Regions from separate parts of the Arachis hypogaea genome. Here region 1 is linked to region 2. The links are chromatin contacts, called in public Hi-C maps. All regions are on one chromosome and are shown on one strand. Each heading gives the region's core, a stretch centred on a gene start, on an enhancer-like site or on the middle of the called end of the contact. The rest is flanking DNA. Distances are from core to core; before and after follow the strand shown. Region 1 holds the start of LOC112728194 (protein ACTIVITY OF BC1 COMPLEX KINASE 3, chloroplastic). Region 2 holds the start of LOC112728190.

Region 1 (5,980 bases), core at 1,902-4,401, 150 kb before region 2:
GCTATATTATTCTAACCGTTTATTATTTAATAACAGTTACTTTTGTTGATTGTGGCAATATATGATTGGATATAAGACCATATTCAACTAGTGATAGATCAAAATAGTGGAGACTACAAACCTGAATTTTGCATCCTTGAACAGCAACTCAATAAGAGCATCTCTTAGATAGGGATTTGGGTCCGTTAGGAGCCTCTTAGCAAAATATGGGTATGAAGCAGCAAGCACCTTAAAATTCGGATCAGCATAAAGGGCTAAACCTTCTAAGACAGTGAGAGACCTCAATATTAATGCATAGTATGCCGGCACTGTCAATGGAAGGGACCAAGAAAACATTAAACAAAAGCAACTGATTAGACTTGCAAGAAGACAGGAACAAACAGCTGGTTTTCATATAAGTCCACAACTATATCACTCCTCCAAGATTGAAAATGGAAGTTGCCAAATAAATGATTAAACCTTTCATGTTTAACATTTGTAGTTAAATGATAAGACATTGAAACTTGAAAGGCATAAATGATCTTACCATTAAATGGATATTGATACAAAACATTTCCCAGACCATCCACTAGTGTTTTGAAGTTAAGCTCGCTCACGGTATAATTAAGTGCATCATCGAAAAAGTCGCGAAGTGCCGGTACAATTGGAGACACATCGACATCACTTGACAAGAAATCAAGAGCATAATAATCACGAGCCATAGCCTCATAGTCCCGGTTAACCAAGTGAACAACATGACCAATTATGGCAAATCTTGCTTCTTCTGGTGTCTCGCTCATCATCCCGAAATCTAGAAAAGCAAGCTTTCCCTCGGGTGTTGCCAAGAGATTCCCAGGATGAGGATCTGCATGGAAATATCCATACTCAAGTAGTTGTCTAAGGCTGCACTGAATGCCGGCGTTCACCAAATCCAAGACCTTTAATCCTTGTTTCTCAATTGCTTCTTGCTCGTTGAGTTTGACTCCATCAACCCATTCCATTGTTAGTACTTTAGCACTTGTGTAGTCCCAGAAAACATCGGGGACGAAAATATCCTGCTTGTCGGCATACAATTTTTTGAACCTCCTTGCATTTTGTCCCTCCTGCAGGAACCTGTCAAAATTAACACTCAATCCTAAACAAAAAAGACTTGGATTACAAATATGTCTTCTTAATCCATCGATGATTGAGGCACACACCAGATTAAGATCTTACAAAGAAAGAAGGCTCAGTCATACATTCTTACCTTCTGCTTGTGCATTAGGCAAATAGTCCACCACTTACTTTTGTTTAGCCTTTCTTCGAAAAAGGAAAACCAAGATGCTTAAATTGATAATAGATGTGTGCTTAGCTACAACTAGAATACAAATTTAGATATTTGACAGAAAAACTAACCTGCACATAGTTAAGCTCTTGAAATACCCTCCGTGCAAATTCGTCAATAAGTGCAACAACATTGGTGGTTATTACATCCACATATTTATTTATAAGAAACCCTAGGCCTCTTATAAGGTAGAAATCCAATCCAATAGCTTCCTCTATACCAGGGCGTTGCACCTTTACGGCAACAAGTTTCCCAGAGTACTTCAGCCGAGCCTTGTAAACTTGGCCTAAACTGGCTGCTGCTATGGGTGATGGAGATATAGTCGAGTAGATAGATTCGAGGGATAGTCCTAATTCTTCCTCAATGCATGCAAAGGCATCCACATCAGGAAATGTCGGCAAACCATCCTGATCAATAACAAAAATGACCGATACAACCTAAGTACCACTATTTCATAACTCACAGTTCACACTTCACACACTCCTCCTTTCATAATAGAAACATAATAGACTAATCAAAATTAGTGAAGAAATTTCATTGCATATTTTTAATGTCTTATAAGAGCACATTCATCCAAATTATGTGCTAAAGAGCTTCATAATACATATGCAGCATATTTGACATCAGACACTCAACCAAATCAAAATTCTCATCAATTACATTGCTAACTCCATAAATCCCTAGAAACCTATAATGTATGCATATTGTATGCATATCTGCATCAAATGCAACTACCTTAAACTACTTAAATTTGTGACTAACTTTTTGTACTCATATTCATATTATTGCAGCATAGCAGGAAACATTCTTTACATAACAGAATAGTCTCAAAGAGATTTGCAATTGAAACATATGTTTAAAAAAAGAATGAAATTTCGAAAGAGGAGAATAGAAATACAATACTTGAAGTTCAGAGAGCTCTTCCAAATACTCAGGTGGACACAAATCAGGTCTAGTAGACAATCCCTGACCCAATTTCACAAAAGTAGGTCCCAATCTAGTGAATATGGTCCTAAGCTCAATTGCACGAATCCTCTTATTCTGATCAAGCGTCCCATTCCTTTGGTCAATGAAAAGCTTCAACGCAAAAGTACCCAAAGCACTCAGAATCTGAAAGGTCCTTCCCACCACCTACACCAACAACCAAGAAAAGGGGTTAAATTGCCAATCAATTCACAAAATCAAGCCATACCCAGAATTTATATTGCCAAAAAGATTCAAACTTTGGAACCTTGAAGGGTCGTGATTTGTATCTGGAGGCAATGAGTTCAGGGGTGTATAGAGTGGCATTGGAAGCACGTGCCATGGCTCTTGCTTCGGCTTGAAGGTCATCAGCACGGTCAGCAGGGAGTGCAAGAACCTTCACTGATGGTTGTGGTGGCCGTGGTGGTGGCGCAGCTGAGGTTGGTGGTGGTGGTGGTGGTGGTGTTGCTTCCACGAGTGCAGCACGTGGTTGTTGTGGATTCAGCCATGTTAAGCTTCTGGTTCTGGTTATGGTTCTTTTGGGTCTGAAAGAGTTTGTTTTTGTGGTGAATTTTGAGAAGGAAATGGAAGCATGGTAAGAAGAAGAAGAAGAAGAAGAAGAAGAAGAGGGTTTGGGAGAAGAAACCAAAGGTGCTGAAACTGTAGCCATGGATAGTTGGATAGTGGGTTCTTTCCTACACAGGAAAAAAAGCCAAATTGACCCAAATTGAATGTTTGAGCAAATGGGAATTACCAACTGACAAATTATTGTTATTAATATTAAATAATACTAATAAGAACTCCAACGTGTAAAATAGCAAGTCAGATTTACATGTTAAGAGTTTTTCTAAGATATTTTTGTAATACATTAATTGAAAACAAAATAAAAAAAAATTACTATGTAATGACTTTTAGAAGAGCTCTTACCAGTTACCAACAATTATTTTTTCCACAACGCCTTGGATAATAAAAAGAAGTCTAAAATTATTTTAAACGAAATGCTGATATATTTAAGAAAAAATGAGAAGTGCTGTATTTTTTTAATTAATTTACTATTAAAAATAAAAAATAAAACATGATAAATTTTAAATTTAAAAGGAGTGCAGTACTTTTTATCTAATAAAAAATATTTAAATATGAGTTATTATTTTATGAGAAGACAAAAATAAAATTATTGGTACTTAATAAACAGAAAAAAATATTTATAATTCAATAGTGATTAATTTTTTATTTTATTATTTTGTTAATTTAAAAGCTCTAAATTCATTAGTTCAATATATAAAATATCGGATATTCATATATTTAGAATGAGTCTTACCAATGACACCTATTTAAATTATTCAAGACAAATAAAAGCTTAATTTTTCTTTTACAAATAACAAATTTATATATATATTGTAGTTGTGGGGTAAATATGCCTTAAAGGAAAGAAAAATGACAAACATTATTTCCAGTAAAGTAAGTCCATATTTGAATCCCAATAATAATGATTAAGTGCTATAGTCTATGTGAACCTCATATATTTTCATTTTTCAATAAAATCACCATTTATTTACATAATATCTGCTTTGTAGCACTAATTTTAATTACTTTCAGCTTAAGCTAGCTACTCCTTATGTACATACGATGAGTAAGGAACATTTAAATCCTATTTATTATCTTTTGTACAAGTATTTAGTATCATTAAATTAATAATTTAATTCACTAAAAATACATAAATAATATTTATTATCTTTTCTATCTCATTCTTTGCTTTTCAAATAGTAGAACTTTTAGTTTAATTGCTTAAATTAACATTAAAAAATGTATAGAAAAAAAAAAAACCTTTTTTTTTTTTACATATTTGCCAGCACTACGGCAGTTTGAGTTTCAAAGATATTTCAAGGAAGCTCTGGATTTTTGTCTTTTTTTTTTTTTTGGTTTTCAGAAAATTTATGGCATGCAACTAACGTTCTTGTTCCGTGGCCGACAAATAGTTAGAGTCGTGTACACTTGTGGGTTGTAATGTTGCCAAGGATCAACATCAACTACCTCTCATTTGGATATTATAAGAAAAACAAAATGTTTTAGATTCTGTATTTTGTAGTTTTTTAAGGCGTCAAACTTCAATTACACTAGGAACACACATGCCTAATGAAATAACTAAACCTATGTTGTAATGCATGTTAATTAGTAGAGAATTGTCATGCGTTTCACTCCCCTATTTTCATCTCAATTCTCATCATGTGTTTCACAGCTTATTTAGGACTCATTTATTTTTTATTTTAATTACTTTTTTTACAACATTAATACTAAAAACTAAATATAAAATTAAACTTGTTAAATTATTTAATTTATTGATGTGATATTGATTTTACTATCTTAAATATACGAGGTTGACTAGGGAATTTTTTTTAGTTAATATCAACTAATTTTTTTAAAATTATATTTTTCATTAGAAAATTTTAGACATAAAAACATAAACTAAAAGCATTCTAATGGTTTTCATGTTCCAACAAGGAAGCATTATATTGAAAGAAAAATGAAAGTGAACTAAAATTGGAAAGGGGAAAGTGACCACTAATTTGAGACTTTTGAGTCCAAGTTTGGTGCCCAATCAATTGAAGCCTATTTCCGGTTAGCACAGTACTTATTTCATCACATACTAATGGACTTTGTTTGCCCAAAAACATTAGCACCATGTGCTGTTGGGTTTTTCTCTCCTTTGTGAGGCCCAAGCCCAACATTTTGAGGGTGTCTCTTGCACCCATTGTGCCACAACCCTAGTTCAGATTTTTGGGGTCATTGAGAGTGAGTGAGAGTAGCCACCAAGTGAGAGAGAAGGGGAAAAACAAAATTCCCGTTTTTGCCCAAAGCAGTAAATTTCAAATATCAGTTTCTCAGTTGTTCACCGTTGGATCGGCTTGAAATTTAAACTGCATGTTCTTATCATCTTGTTCTTCATTCTGGTCGGTGGAGATGTTGATTGGAGATTTGCAGTGAGAGAAATTGGCTTCGCAAGAGAGAAATTAGGTTTCCCGTTTTTACACAGAGCAGCAATTTTGGAACGGCAGTTTCTCATTCTTTCACCGTTGGATCGACGTGAAATTTGAACTGTAGATTCTTCACATCTTGTTCTTCATTCTGGACGGTGGAGATTTTAATTGGAGGTCTACAGAGGGAGAAATTGGCTTCGACAGCAGCTCTGTTTTTTGGGTATATTTCATCTTCTTGCTTTTCATTTGTGAGCTTTGGTGCTTTGATGTTTTGGCTGGTTATATGCACATTTTTGTGCTTTGTTTGAGACTCTCTTGTACCTCATTTGATTATAGTGGAGCTATTTCATTGGTCTGGACGACTCGTGGTTTTTACCTCTTACCTTGAGGGGGTTTTCCACGTTAAAATCTCGGTGTGTTCTTGTTATTGCTTTACTTGCTATATTTGCTTGTTATAGTTGCTGCCATATTGTGTTGTGAGTGCTTCCATATTGTTCTTGTGTTGGACATTGTTGTCGTTTCCGCTGCTAGGCTCTTTCATACTGGCATCAGAGCTTGTTGGTATTTTTCTGGGCTTGTGATTCTGTGAACAATGGAAGCTAATACTAATACTAGTAGGATGATCACTCTTAATGGTCCTAATTATGATTTGTGGAAGTCAAAAATGGAAGATTTGTTTTATGTCAAGAATTTTTATCAACCAGTTTTTGGTACAGAGAAGCCTAATGATAAATCTGAT
Region 2 (5,385 bases), core at 2,049-4,548:
GGCATACATGATGATTAAGTGGGTGGTGAGAAGCTTGACAATATCTGAAGGAAAAAGGAAGCGAATGAAAGGGTAGGAAAAAAGAAGGAAGGAGAAAGGGAGGGGATCGTCGGCGGGGCACTCACGAGAGAGTTGGAAGAAGATTTAGAAAGAGAAAGAAAGAAAGAGTGTGAGAGAGGATGATGGTCGCAGTGGAAAGGTGGATAATTTGGAATTTTTGAATAGTTTTTTAGGATTTGGATATTTCTGTCATACGGAACTCAATTTTTATGAGTATAATAATGGTCATTTTTTTATTTGATGGATACATTTATCAGCGTCTGTATCTCTCATGAGTTATGAATACATATAATAATTCATTCTAATATATAAATAGTTGATTCTTTTAACTTTGGACTCATTCTTACATAACATGGGAAAAAAGAGTATAAATGCATGAACTTAAGGTACAAGGCTACAAGCAAGACCACATTGTACCGTAGAATGCCACATACATTGATATATGGAAATTATTTTTAAAAAGAGTTTCTACTTATTAATTAATGACAAAGAACAAGAAACAAACAATGTCAAAGCAAGAAATAATAACAATAATAATATGCTATTTTTTAAAATCACGTTTGTGTATATGCAATGATACTTGAAGCCAAAGTTTGTGTATGTTCATGTTTAGAAATGCAATAATTGATGACAACTATTGTGCACTGGTTTTCTTTCAAGTCCTTTGGGTAATGCAATCCACACATGCAAAACACATCAAGAAGTTGACAATGTCCCTAGCTATATCAGAATGACCCAAAATGTATCGTCTTTTGCGGGATATTTAAGGGCCTAATATACTCCTTTATTTGTCTCTGAAACTTCCATTGTGTCTCATAATAAAGAGTGCATGATGTCCTCATGTTTTATTTTATTTTATTCTTACATAGTCCTTTTTTTTTATGAATTTAATATCATCAGTCAACCTACTAAAATCGAAGCATATTACAAAGTTTAATACAAATTTATATAAATACTTATAAATTACCTACAAATGAGCTCTTAATACAAAAGTAGAAAAAGACTCATATTTATATTCAATAATGCTTAAGTATACATAGAAAAATCAACTATTAGGCCACTACTTATAGAAATATGTATTTAGTATTTTATAATTTTTTATTATAAACTTTAAACAAATTTGATTATTATACTATGATAGATTTAATTATTCTATAATTGATTATTTAGTTAAAATTAAAGAATATGTATAAATATATTCAAATAATAATAGCTAACATAGTGATCGATTGATTTTAATATATATGAACATTTTTTTTTATTTTCATTCTAATTTTTATTTGCTATTGTGATCTACTTTTGAAGTCAAATTAAATATGGTGAGGAAGTTTGTCATAAACATCTATTCGCATTGAATTTAGGGACACAGGAAAAAAAACATGGTTCAGGCTTTATTGAAAGGTTTAATTATTTTTAGTTTTACCGATGAATCTATGTTTCGACCCAATTAATATTGGGACGCTTAATTTGTTGGTTAGCATATTAGAATTTGTTAGGAAAATAAATAAAAATATTGATTATTGAGTTATTGTATTGAATATAAAAATTAATCATCCCGAATAAATAAAATATTTTATATTTATATTCCAAACAAACTTTAATAATATGCTAACTAATTAATTAAACGGTTTAGGGTTGACTTTTTTTATATAAAAAATATATTAGTATTTTTATTAAAAATAAAATTATTTAGTGTAATTATAAGTGGATGGATTTTGTAGGTAAAAAGTCAACACATAGCAATACCTGCATGTTGAACACATTGCAACATCTTGATTAACACGTAAAAATCGCGTTGAATAATTTTCATAATATTATAATATATTTCAAATATTAATATTCAACTAAAATATCATCTTCATTTCTATATTAAAAAAAACTTCCGGCAGTTTAGTCATATTGGATTTAGATCCTCTAAAGTTTGAATTTTACTTCAGAGAATAAAGTTTGGATCCTCTACCATTGAATGATTTCTCTTTCATATTTATTATTGGTCCACCTATTAAATAAATAGTGAGAGATCACACTTTACTCTTTAAAGTGAATTTCAAACTTTAGAAGATCCAAATCCTAGTATATTAGTTGGTTCATAACGACGCAAGTGTCGTATTGATTGAAGTCATTATCATAACCACCAAATTATGGAACAGGGTAGGGTCAATATTAAAAGTTAGGAACACGATTTAGTCAAATAAAACATAAAATCTTATACAAACATTTTGATTTATAAAAGCGGGATAATTTGCACATACATATCTTTTTACATGGTAATATTAGATATGGTATGTCGTTAAGCTAAATTAACGAAAAAAAACCAAAAAGAATACAAGACATGGAATTTTCTTAAAATACAAAGGGTGAAGCTTCAAACTATATATAGTATAGTTCTCGAAAGACTTATTATGATGGGACATCAATTTTGTCCTCAAAACGTTAAATTTTGTTTGGTATTAATCCAGACGTCAACCTTCTGATGCAAGAAAACGATGAGGTATGATATGCTACATTATTTACTACTCAAAGGTCAAAACAGCATGATTTCATTTCACCCTTAAATATTTATTTTATCATGCACCATTTTATTATATTTTATGTTGTTGTTTTACTTTTTTTTTTTTTTTTTAGTAGACTCGCCACTCAAGTAAAAAGTTTGGAATACATTCTACAAAAATTTGGATTCGAGTCTTCTTAGAATAACTTACTCAATCTATAAGTAGTAGATTGACTAATATTGAATCTTCCTAAACTTTGGTTTATATTAAACAGAAGAGTTGATTTAATTTTAAAATTTAATTTGAAATGATGTAAGACTAAAATTTTAACATTTGGATTTTTAATATTTTTTATTTTATTCCATTTTTTCCCTTAACAAGCATTCAGAGAATGGGAGCAAAGAAGTTTGCCGTGTAAAAAAAAAAAAAGAGGAGATTCAGGAGTCAGGAGTGAATTCTTTGTTTTTTTTTTTTTCTTACAATATCTCTTAACACAATAGATTAAAGACTAATTCATTGCAGGTTGAAGTTTTATTTAAAGGTTTGCTACATTGGTTGTTGCATGCACAAAAAAAATTTCGAACTCTCAACACTTGTTTTAAATCAATTAAAATTGATTTTTTTATGGGTATAGATTACATGAGTGTTTTGGGCCTTAAAAAAAGTAATTTAAAATTCCGTAGTTGACATTTGTTAGGCCCAATAGGCCCAATTGTTGACCCAAATTAATGAGACCAAAACAAATGAGGGGGAAAATGACAGCGCTGATCCCACGTTACCCGCCGAAACTCCGAGTGTGTGGGTGTGGCGGCGTGGCGCTTCAATTCACGAACTCGTGGAAGTGGAATTGGGAAAAGCGTGAAATTTTCGATTAATTGGAGGGAAAAAGGAAAAATGTCAAGACGCGATGTACCTGATTCTGATCCAGATGACGATGGCTCAGCTTCAAGCTCCGGCGAGGAAGAGGAAGAGGCGGAAGAAACCACCGTTGCCGCGACCGCAAAGACGGTTTCGGAGTACGAGAAGCAGAGGCTATCGAGAATAGCGGAGAATAACGCAAAGCTGGAGGCACTAGGTCTGCATAAAATGGCGGCTTCCTTGTTGAAAAGAAAAGGGAAAGAGAAGCTCAAAGAAGAAGAACTAGATGATCATGATGATGATGATGATGAGTATATCCCCGATGATGATGCAGAAGAACCAGTATCAGATTCTTCGGACGATAAAGATGAAGAATTTGTGATCGGAAATGCTTCTGGATCGCGCAAAAGGAAGGTAATTCACTGAAAACCTTGTTATTTTAGGGTTTAACCTTTTCTGGTTGCTGTTGTTGAAATGGGGCAAAAATTGCAAAATTGAGTTACTTGTTTTGTTGTTGGTGTTGGTAGAATGTTCAATTTAAGATAAAGCTACCCAATTATGATGTTTATTACTGTCCTCATACCTATGCAACAGGTGAAGGACAAAGGTTTAAAAATGAAAGCTAAAGTGTCTGGGAAGAAGCATTGTAATAGGAATTCAGAGTACGTTGATGGTGATGATGAAGATGAAGCTTTGAGGCAGGTAATTTTGATGTTTAGATCATGTTTGTTTTTGTTTTGTTTGTTATATACATCCTAAACAATTTAGCCTACATGAGACACTTTGTTGATTCATCTCTCATTTGATTAGATTTCAATGGAGTCCACATTAGTTGGTTTAGCGTTTTCGATAAACGAGTGCAACAAACATTTCTCTAACTATATTATAGTTGTGGATAGGCAATTGCTCTTTCCCTGCAAGACAGTGGTGTAGAAGATTCCTCTTTCAAACATGTAGTGAAGAACATTACTAAGTCTGAGAAAAAGAGGAATATTCAAAATCAAGAGGATAAAGAAAGAAAGAAGAACAAGAAATCGGTTTGTATTGAGTCATTCGTTTATCTGTTCAGAAAATTCATCTCCTTTATAATTTTTTTAACTTGAATTATTGGAGTGATTCACTTACATATCTTTTAGTTAATATTTTGATTGTGACTACAGTTTGCTAGTAGACTGCAAATGACTGAAGATGAACTCATTGTACACTTCTTCCAGCTTGATGGTAATGTCTTCTACTGTTATCCATAAAAAAAAGGAACCATTTCTTTTTTTTCCTCATTAAGCTCTCAATTTTCCAATATAGTCTAAGAAGCCATTTTTAGCCCATCACAATTCTATATTATTAATGTTTATCGCATGAGCAATTTGCTCTAATGCTCTATGTTTTTGTATGCATTGATTGGCCTCTATAGTATATACCTTCTTCAAATGGTAAGTCTATATTTCTGTTTTAGGTATCACATATTTGACATTGATTAGGATGAGATTAAGCAATATCTTGCTTATGTAATTATTTTATTATGACTAGGTTCTAATCTTATGTGTAAATGAGAGTAGAAAGCTTTTTTCTTTGCTGTTTTTTAACTCATCACAAGGTGTTGGTGCTTGACAATGACAAGTGAAGTTGTGGCGTGCAGAAGCAGGAAAAGGAACTGTATCAATGAGAGATCTACAAAGAGCAGCCATAGCTCATGATTTCTCTTGGACTGACAAAGAATTGGTCGATATGATTCGTTGCTTTGATAGTGATGGAGATGGAAGGGTCAGTATTAAATAGCATTTTTCAATTGTTCTTGTGTTGGGAAAGTTACACTTGCCTCTAGAATTTCGGTTAAGTTCAATCCGATCCTTTATTTTAAATAAAATAGGCCTTGACCTCCTAAAGGAAGGTTTTTAGTTTTTGGGGAGGATTAATATGTATATGAACAAATAGAGGCAGGTCAAGATTAATTTCACCAAATCTCAAGGATGTAATT

Evidence for each region. Hi-C and Micro-C count contacts between places; a contact is called where the count stands out from the background.
Region 1: a contact with region 2 is called in a Hi-C map of leaf, with 4 times the contacts expected there. The contact joins the promoter of LOC112728194 here to the promoter of LOC112728190 in region 2.

What each region holds. Positions count from the first base shown.
Region 1 is chr12:109,804,223-109,810,202 of arahy.Tifrunner.gnm2.J5K5, reverse strand. LOC112728194 (protein ACTIVITY OF BC1 COMPLEX KINASE 3, chloroplastic) reads right to left here and starts at 3,151. Exons shown (of 8, transcript XM_025778239.3): 1 at 2,535-3,151; 2 at 2,207-2,434; 3 at 1,375-1,710; 4 at 527-1,082; 5 at 122-308. The coding sequence starts at 2,936.
Region 2 is chr12:109,659,388-109,664,772 of arahy.Tifrunner.gnm2.J5K5, reverse strand. LOC112728190 reads left to right here and starts at 3,298. Exons shown (of 6, transcript XM_025778234.2): 1 at 3,298-3,824; 2 at 4,005-4,112; 3 at 4,310-4,447; 4 at 4,571-4,631; 5 at 5,047-5,171. The coding sequence starts at 3,447.